2 separate regions of the Capra hircus genome follow, and region 2 is linked to region 1. Evidence: chromatin contacts called from public Hi-C data. All regions are on one chromosome and are shown on one strand. Each heading gives the region's core, a stretch centred on a gene start, on an enhancer-like site or on the middle of the called end of the contact. The rest is flanking DNA. Distances are from core to core; before and after follow the strand shown.

The links. Hi-C and Micro-C count contacts between places; a contact is called where the count stands out from the background.
Region 2: a contact with region 1 is called in a Hi-C map of blood, with 3 times the contacts expected there. The contact joins the promoter of TMEM163 here to the enhancer-like site in region 1. A contact is called at or near these places in 3 of 5 Hi-C or Micro-C datasets (all in blood).

Annotation. Positions count from the first base shown.
Region 1 is chr2:73,450,007-73,454,693 of ARS1.2, forward strand. All of the region lies in intron 6 of TMEM163 (transmembrane protein 163), which reads right to left. Among named protein-coding and RNA genes, the nearest start is that of TRNAC-GCA, 95 kb to the left of the region's middle. Within about 2 kb of position 1,620, at least 1 of the 5 cell types and tissues checked has an H3K27ac peak or open chromatin away from gene starts, as enhancers often do.
Region 2 is chr2:73,716,671-73,721,518 of ARS1.2, forward strand. It overlaps TMEM163 (transmembrane protein 163), which reads right to left and starts at 3,028. Exons shown (of 8, transcript XM_018062098.1): 1 at 2,739-3,028. The coding sequence starts at 2,934.

The DNA.
Region 1 (4,687 bases), core at 370-2,869:
GCTCCTTGCCTGCCTTAGTGTAACTGAGCCCCAAGAGCAGCCGCAGGCAGGCCCACACTGCTCGGGCAGGCCAGGAACCTCTCCAACAGCAGGTCCTGCTCTATCCTCAGCAGCTCGGCCTGTGTGAGGGCACCGTGCTTCTGAACTCAAAAGTGGTTAACTCCAGGTTCCAGTGGGAGAATTGAGATCAAACAATCTTAAATGCATTCAGTGGGGTCTGTACCACTAGCGGACGTTCTAAATGAAGAGCAGGGGAAAAGGAAGAAGAGTGTACGGTAGAGATGACTTAAGCCAAATCCCTTCTCAAGATCCACAGGGTAGACCTCAACAGGCTGCCTCCAACAATGGGACCCAGATGAAGCTAGGCCTGCAAGGCCATCTCTGGTGTCTGCATCACACACGCCTCTCTCCTCTCAGACCTCCATCACCTCCCTGCTCCAGTTCGCAGCTGAGGACTCGGCCTTGCACATCTTAGAGCACACGGGTTCAGATCACAATACCTCATCTTGCCAACACCAAACCCATCACTCACCTGGGCCCGCTGCCCCCACATCCTCAGCTGCTTCTCCAGTTACCCCTGTTCCTATGACAGACCAGTGCCTTTGTCTCTGTTCACTGAAGGACTTTGTTCTTGAATTTCTTCTCCCTCTCCTGGATCACTCCCACTGGGATAAACCTCCACCTCCTCCCTTGATTCCATGCCACCCCCAACACAACCCCCATTCACTACCTCCCTTTGCAAAACTCCCTGAAGAGCTGTCTACCCCCGTTTAGCCTACCTCCCGTTCTCTTTACCCTACCCCACCCTTACAGCCCCCCTCCCCTGAGCTCTCCCTGGTCTTGGATGGCTGCAGGCTGCCACGTGCCATGGTTGCCTTCCCACCCCTCAGGTCCTCCCATCTCCTGAGCCCTCCCTGGTCATGGATGGCTCAAGGCTGTCACAAGCCATGGTTGCCTCCCCGTCCTCGTCTTACGCCCTCCTGGGAATGCTTCCTTCCAGCCTCACGTGACACCGCCCTCTGCCACTGTCTCTCTTCTCCCTCCAGCTGCTCCTCCTCACTCTCCGTCACTGGATCCTCCTAGTCACCCCCATCCGAGTTCCTGGCTTAGTCCCCCGAAATCCTCCTCCATCAACATTCTCCCCACAGGTTCTCACCTCCATCCCATAAGCCAGCGTCTCCCTAGCTCTGTTTCATCCTGACCTTCCCCCTCAGCTGTAGACACAGAAGCATCTCAAACTGAACATGTTCAGAGCAAAAAATTCTGCCTCCAAATGACTTACCTTTCAGCCACCTCCTGTGTAAACAGCGTCCCCATCCACCCAGCTGCTGAAGCTACAACCCTAGGAGTCTATCCTGGACTTTCCTCACATGCAAATCTAATCCATCCATCAAGTCATTCTTGTCAACTGTTCCCTCCAAGAGTCATGCTCCGTCTACCCCCAGGCCAAGCCCCCTCCTTCCTCCTCCATCCCCTTCCCCACCTGCCCACATCTCCCTCCTCACAATGATTCCCCCTCACAGCAGCCAGTGACCGTGGTAGTGGACAGCAGCCAAGACCCTCCAGCAGACAAGCTGCCCGCCCTGGAACCTGTGCACTCTTCATGGCCGACAAGCCCTGCCGTGCGCGACCAGCCCCTTCAGCCTTGTTCACATCAGGTCCCCTGACCTCCCCACCCTCTGTGCTCCGGCCACACCGGACTTGACCACCCACCCCCCCACCCCGGACCTCTGCTTCCAGGGTCTCCCAGGCCGCCTCCTCCCCGGCCTGCACTCAGCCCCGACACACAGTCCTATCTTCTCATCATTGCCCCTCCTTCACTCTTTTCCAGGGCTCTTCATCACATGGTGTTTTTTGCCATTTTTCTTTTTACAAACATCCCTCTCTTTCCCACCAGAAATGTAGCTTATGGATAGGAGTTTTGTCTCTCTCCTGCTGTATTCTGAGTCCCAGAATGGAGGCTGCCACTGCTCAGGGCCTCTACTGACTGCTGCGTTCATACTGACCTCACAGATGGACAGAAGGGCCTCAGTCTTGCTAAGAGGATGCCTACTCACCAGGCTGAGCTATCCCAAGAGAGATGAGGCCTCTACAGCCCAGGCCCTGGGGTCTCCCTACCAAGGCAGAGCCTGTAGCTAGAGCTCTGGGTGGACAGCCACCGAGAGGCAGAGGGCTTACTCTGAGACTTTGGGGTGTGGTTGGGGGCCATATGGAGAGTCAACCTCCCCACTCCACAAGGTTCACACCTAGTGGACCTCTCCAACCCAGTACCACCTCAATACAGGCGACAAGGATGAGGAAAGGCAAACCCCTCCACCTTCCCCCAACCAGGTCCACATCCTCGGGAGGCCAGTCCAAGGAACTGTGTGGAAAAGGAGGCCAGGACTTGCTGGGTGCCTGCGGCTGGTGAGGGCTGTTCCAGGCGGGCCTCTCCTGCCCCTCTCTGTGTACCCGGGGATCTCTGCCCACCGCCCACCGTGAGCCTCCCGCCCCTCACCCACTGAGGCCTCCTTGGTAGATAGCCAGTCTGACAAGGAGCTTCCTCTGGGTGTCCTGGGGGGAGCGGGAGGGCAGGGCTGACGTGAGCTTCACCAGAGATGTGTCCCACCACACCAAGTCACAAGGCCAGATCTCTCAACCTTCCACCTCCCCGCCGTGGAGGCCAGGGGCAGGTAACTCCATGGGTGCCCCTTCTCAGGGTGCCTGGGGCGAGGCTGCAGCCCAGGCCCCTGTGGTGTGAGTTTCTGGGGCTCCTCCACGCTCACTCACCTCTAGATAATGAGGAAGAGGACTCTGCTTCCCTTCTGTCTCTGTTCTCCACGCAGCTCATGGAGCTGATGCCCCTCCAGCCTTCTGCCACCTCACGCGAAGCTGGGTGCCGGCCGAGTCTTTCCCAGCTCCTTGCATGTAGGGCACCTGGAGCTTCCTCCCTCTCTGCCCTGCCCCTGGTTTCGGCCTCTGCACATCACACCCTCCATTCTGCCTCCAATCTCCCCAGGTAGGGGGACAGCAGGTCCACTCTGAGAACAGCAAGGTCATATTTCCCTCCTGTCTTCTGACACATGGAGATCGTCAGTGCTTCCCCTCTCCCATCATAAGAGGCTGGCATTCACCCCCTTGCCTCTGGCTGTCCCTTGGTTCCTCCTATTCTTTTTATTAATAACAAATGGAATCAGACCCTAGATGGCGCTAGTGGTAAAGAACCCACCTGCCAATGTGAGAAATGCTGGAGACAAGTTTGATCCCTGGGTCGGGAAGATCCCCCGGAGAAGGGCATGCAACCCACTCGAATATTCTTGCCTGGAGAACTCCACGGACAAAGGAGCCTGGAGGGCTACGGTCCACAGGGTCACAAAGAGTCGGACATGACTGAGCGACTTAACACACAAGCACGCACAGAATCAAAAAAGTCTCTGGAGCTCGCATCTTCTCACAGAGGGCCACACAGAGCATCCGCAGAAGCCGTCACTCTGTGCAGGGGCTACCTGCGCTGGAATTGACCTCTCAAGCATCCTCAAAGTTGGGGGAGTTCTGTGTTGAGTGGTGGCCGGGGAAAGGCAGAGACAGGAAGGAGATGGCCGCGGCCCCCGCAGACTAGAATCCTACACCCCATTTTCTCCACCTTCGTTGTGGGCACAGTAGCCCTGGAGCCCTCAGCCAGCCCGCTGGAGCTCAGAAAGTGTAGAGAGTGAGGTTCCCCCAGATGGCCACTAGATGGCCACTCGCTCCACCAAATCACCAGGCTCAGCCAGCCCAGGACAGTGCGAGGACCCACCAGCCCCTACAGTGGGTGGAACTTTGACCTTGTTCACCCATCCCCTCCAGGAGCATCTGAGCTTCTCCACCCACCTTTGGTTACGGCTTATTTCAGCTGCACCTCTTGTGAGCCTGGCGGAAACACTGGAACCAGCACACCGGACCAGGGGACAATTCTGTATCTGCCCTTCCACATCCTTCAGGATTCTAGAGCCTTCCCAGCTACAGCCATTCCCCATGAAGGACCCTAACCTCACAGCCCCCACCCACAGACCTCCCAGCTTACCAAAGCAGCCCATAAGGTCCCATCAGTCCCTCACCTCCGGGGCCCTGCCCTCACCTCCTAAGGGGCCCCACCCCGAACTCCCATGCCCATAAGCTCGTTCCCATGTTCCCTGTCAAAAGGCAAGGGTGGGATGATTTGAGAGAATAGCATTAAAACATGTATATTATCATATGTGAAATAGATCTCCAGTCCAGGTTCAATGCATGACACAGGGTGCTCAGGGCTGGTGCACTGGGATCACCCCGAGGGATGGGGAACACATGTACACCCATGGCTGACTCATGTCAATGTATGGCAAAAACCACTACAATATTGTAAAGTAATTAGCCTACAATTAAAATAAATAAATTTAAAAAAAAACACCAGAGCAGCTGCAAAAAGTAAATGCTGTCATCACCTCAGAAGACATAAGAACGTCTGAGGTGATCTTGATTAGAGGCTCTAACAGTCTGGCTTTAATGACTAGATAAGCATCTATACAATTAAGCACATATTGATTTTATGCAGAAAATTCTCATTCAAAGTTATTCATGTACTTGAAAACCACCACAGGCTCTGGGCAGAGTCAGCTCAGGCCCCTCATCTCAGAGAGGCTTCCAGCTGTCCTGCAGGCAGCTCTGGAGCCAGAACCCTGGCCCCTCGAGG
Region 2 (4,848 bases), core at 1,778-4,277, 270 kb after region 1:
CGGTTGAGGAGATGCAAATATACACAGGGAGGTTGAAGCCATCAGTCATTTCCATGCTAGTATGAATTAGTTCCCCGCTTTCTCCTAAGAACTGGTCATGCTTGGATTCTCAGAAAGAAGGGGAATATTCATTAGATAGGAAGGCAGCAGAAAATGCTGAAGCAGATAACACTCTTAGGGCCCTAAGCCTTGGGGCAGAATGATGGGAAACACTTGTGGGGAGAAGAGTGGGCATTGAAAGGGAGGGTGTGGAAATGCCTAAGACAAACTTGGCCTATGTTTTGTTTGTTTTAGTCAGTCTTGGACCACAAAGCTCTTGCTCCCTGAACTACAAGGCTCAACCAAATGGCACTGCAGTTACTGACAATATGAGCTAGCTAGGTTTCTGGGAACCAGCCACATCACTTCTATGGGGGGAAAAAAAAACCTCTAAAGTTCCCAAACACTAGATTTTTATAAGCAAGCCTTTGATCAAAGTTAGATTGAGAGTGTTAACAGGGTCCTGACAGCTCAGAAGGAATTTATGGCAAGAGAGAAGGCCAAATATGGGTACAGAACCAGGAGTCCACCCTCCCACACACCCATAGGTAGGTATTTAGGTTTAGAAGACAAGCAAGCCAGGCATGATGTAGAGATACATAGCAGGCAGCTGCCGAGGCCTCCTCCTCCCCAAAGCCTCTCACTATTGGGAAAAATATAGCAGTAGTAGCAATCAAACCATTCCCAAGGGATACAAAAAAAAAAAAAAATCGATATTTAAAAGATGCAGCCCCATAAGAAAAAATAACACAAAAATATTTTAAGAAACCTCCCTAGATAAGCTTCTGATTTATTTAATAGAAATGACTCATTCAGCATTAACTCTTGGCTACCAGGAACGGGTCAAACAGAATAATGTCACTCTGACTTTCAGCTTTCAAGGCCACACCAAGCCGGGTTCTTTGGGGGACAGGACTCATCTTAACAGACTGGCAGTGTGTGACAGCAGCGCTTTCACACAGTGACAGTTTATGAACAGTGAATGCTTTCATGCAATAACATAATGGAAAATAAAATTCAGTTGACCAGTGAAAAATAACCTTAAGAATGAATTTAGATGGGCTTTTTACGCTTGAGCCCGAGCTACAAAATGACACTAAATATTAACTTGCCCTAGCACGTTTTTCCCCTCCTATTCTTTTGTGAGATAGGGAGAAATAGGCCAGCTTGATACAGACGACCTGCAATGCTACAAAAATAAGCCCATCCCAGAGTTCGGTCTTTCTTCAATACAAAAATTTTAAATCCTACAGCATCAGTTGCAGAGAGAAAGGTAATTAACACGATCTACAATAAAAATGATAGATTTTGTTGGGTGCTTGTGATGTCACCCATCATCAGCTCGAAAATGATAATCGAGTTAGGTGAGAATAGGAGGAGAAACTGCAACATAGGTGCGGAACTCGTTGCAACCGGAGTGGCTCCAGTTCTCGCCCGAGCATCCCTGCCGATTCTCTGGGAATTGCCGCTTCCATGTCATTCTGTTTTTCACATGCTACAGTTTAAAATTTCTAAGGAACGAGATCGTGCCTCCGAACACTAAACCGGAATAAAAATGTACAGGAGATACCAAGAATATACAGAAACCTGCTAAGACTGAAATATACAAATCCGCCACAGCCAACAAAATAAGGCTTCCAAGAACAGGGGGTGGAGGTGGCGACTAGCCGCTCCCCCCGGAGCGGCCGGCTGTCAGAATCCCGTTTCGGCCACTAACCGGTTTTAGCAGAGCCATTGAGTCTTTTTGAGGGGGCCGATTTGGATTCGATTCTGCAAGAAACAAAAAAGGTACAGACGTGGCCAAGAAGCGGGCTGAAAGGGAACTAGGGAGGGGAAAAAAGAGAAATGTAGGAGGAGATAGACATAGGAATGAATAGGGCAGTCTCTCGCGTTTTATGTGGGCAATTCAAAGGGGTAACCGGCTATCTGTCGGAGGGTCGGGCTTGGCCTCCTGGGATAGGGACGTTTGCCAGCATCCAGGGATTTTGAAGGGGCTGGGATGCGCGCTCCGAGAACCACCAGGTTCCAGCGGCATCCATCCAGGATCAGTGGTCCAAATCCAAGTGTCCCAGTCCTCTGTATCGGCAAACAGCGGGGCAGCGACCCACGATAAACTGGGTATCCAGTAAATGAGGGTCGGAGGTCACCCGACTCCCCTTCGCCGGGGCAGTCGCCCCTCGAAGCTGAATCCGCATAAGTTAGTTCTCACTGGTTAACCCACGGAGCCGAACGGGGTTTGGGAAGGAGCATGCTCTGAGCTCAGGACCCTCCCAACTGAGCGCGACCCGCAGTCAACCGGGAGCGCTCGGCTCGGAAAGCGGAGGGGGGGTAAAAAAAAAAATCACACACACACACACGCCTCCAGGAAACTTTTCCAGTGGGCGCTGGAGGAGCCAAGGCTGGCCGAGAGGAGGGTGCGGGCCCCGGCGGGGTCTCCCAGGAGGCAGTCGGGTTCTCGGGTTCCGGCGGAGGCGCCGCGACTCGGGCGGTGCCGGCCGCGGAAGGTGGGGCTGCCGCCCTCAGCTCTGCACGCTTTCGCGGGAAGTCGGAGCTCCGCGCCCCAGCGCGCTCCGAGGCGCCGAGCCCGGCCCCACCCGCCAGCGGAAAGGCGGGCCCCGAGCAGCGGCTCCTCATCGCGCCCGCCCGGCCGGGGAAAGGGGCCGGGCCAGGGGAAGGGGCCCGGGGCGGCGCGCGCTCACCTCGGTCCTCCAGCCCGTCGCTGAACTGGCCGCTCTCGCTGATACGCAGCTGCCGCTCCTCCTCGGGCTGCGGCGGCTCGCGCGCCGGGGAGCTCAGCGGGCCGGAGGCGGTGGCCAAGGGCGCGTGGCCCCTGGGCGGCGGCGGGACTGCGGGACCCGGGGTGCTGCGGCGCTCGCTGCCCGCGGCCGTCTCCATGGCGCGGGGCGGCGGGTCCGGGTGGCGACGACGAGCGCGGCGGGGACTCGAGTTAGAAGTGCGAGGCGCCGCGGCTGGGAGCGGGCGGAGGGACGGACCGACCGCGCGGGCGCCGCGGAGTGGAGGTGCGGCGGCGGCAGGGGGCGGGGGGGTGTGCGGGAGCCGCGCGGCTCGCGTGGCCGGTGGCAGAGACTCGGGCCCAGCAGCAGCTGCCGCGCTCCGCCCCCGGGGGCAGGTGCGTGCGGCAGGGACCCGCCCCGAGGCCCCGGCGCCGGAGCCCGCGCCCCGAGGCCGGTGGGGAGGGAGGGATCCGGCCAGGCCTGAAGCCCGGAGGCTCGGGGGTGTGGGCTGGACTACTGGGAAAGCCGGGACCGGCAGAAACCCGGGCAGGGCCTGCTGAGGGTGTGATGGGAGACCCGCCCCACTCGTGCCGCGGGATGGTGAGCAGAGGAGATCGCCTCGGACCCGCTTCCTTTACTGTCCGAGAAGGCTGCGCCCGCGCTTGGTTAGGAAAGCGGTCAGCGCCCTAATGTGGCACCCTTCTCTGGCGCTGCACGGGCTTCACAGACTAAGCAGGGTCTCCTGCCTGGGCTGCCATCCTCATCGCCCATCTCAGGAGAACGAGGTTCACCTGCCTCCACCCCCACCGGTGTTGGGTCGTCTTCTAAGAGCGTCGATTACCCTCCACACCAACTTAAAGAGACCGGGTGTCTTAGGACCACAGGGCGTTCTATAGAAGTTTGGACCCTAACCGCGCCCCACCACCACCACCACTACCACTGAGACTGCCCTTGGACCGTGGATCCAGCCTGTCCGCCACCAGCTATTCCCTCTCTGAGTAGCCAAGTCTTGCTGATACTTTAGGTCATATCGAAGCCTCCCTCCTACTGGAAGCCCTCCGCTGGCTTCCTTGGCGCGGCCAGCTGTTCCCTCCTCTAACCGCGCGGAGCTCGACCCCTGGCGAGCGGTCCGGCTCGTCTCCGCTGCGAACCAACGAGGTGGGTGCACCCGGGGACCCACGCCCTGTGGTGTAACCCGGAGAGGTGCCCAAGGGGACCGGCCATTATTCAGATTCGGCTTGAATATAATATCCGTATCCAGATTCACAAAGATAGATTTCCTCTTCCTATGTATATCAGTCTTAAGATTTAATGAGTCTTCTAAAATGCCAATTCCTTATTTAAAGCCTGCCTACTGTGGGGGAGGGCACCCTGTTTTTTGAAGAGTAACCAGTTTCTCATTCTCGGTTTGCCTGCGATGGAAATCCGAGTGGGATTAAAATACCTTTGTCGTGCAGTGGAAATATCACTAGCACTGGGAAGAGGGTCTCATTTTGTTGCTGCCGTTGGGATGGGTTGAGAATATCTGAGTTGACCTTGGCCAATTTACTTTACCTTTTTTAAACAATAACTACAAACTTTAAGAGGTGGACAAGGGCATTTCAAAGGCCCCTTCTTGCTAGGAAAGGGGGAAATGGGGGGGGGGGGGAGAAAAACGCTATGATTATTTGAGCACACACACAAAAATAAAAAACTTTACCCACTGGTCTTGCTTCTGTCTTCTGAGGCGCTTCCCTGATGGCTCGGTTGGTAAAGAATCTGCCCGCAATGCGAGAGACCTGGGTTTGATCCCTGGGTTGGGAACATCCCCTGGAGAAGGGAAAGGCTACCCACTCCAGTATTCTGGCCCAGAGAATTCCGAGGACTAAAGAGTTGGCGAGACTGAGCGACCTCTAATTTGGGGCTTCCCTGATAGCTCAGCTGGTAAATAATCTGTCTGTAATGTAGGAGACCCAGGTTCGATTCTTGGGTTGGGAAGATCTGCTTGCGAAAGGAAACACTACCCACTTCAGTATTCTAGCCTGGAGAATTCCATGGACTCATATTCCATGGGGTCGCAAACAGTCGGATGGAC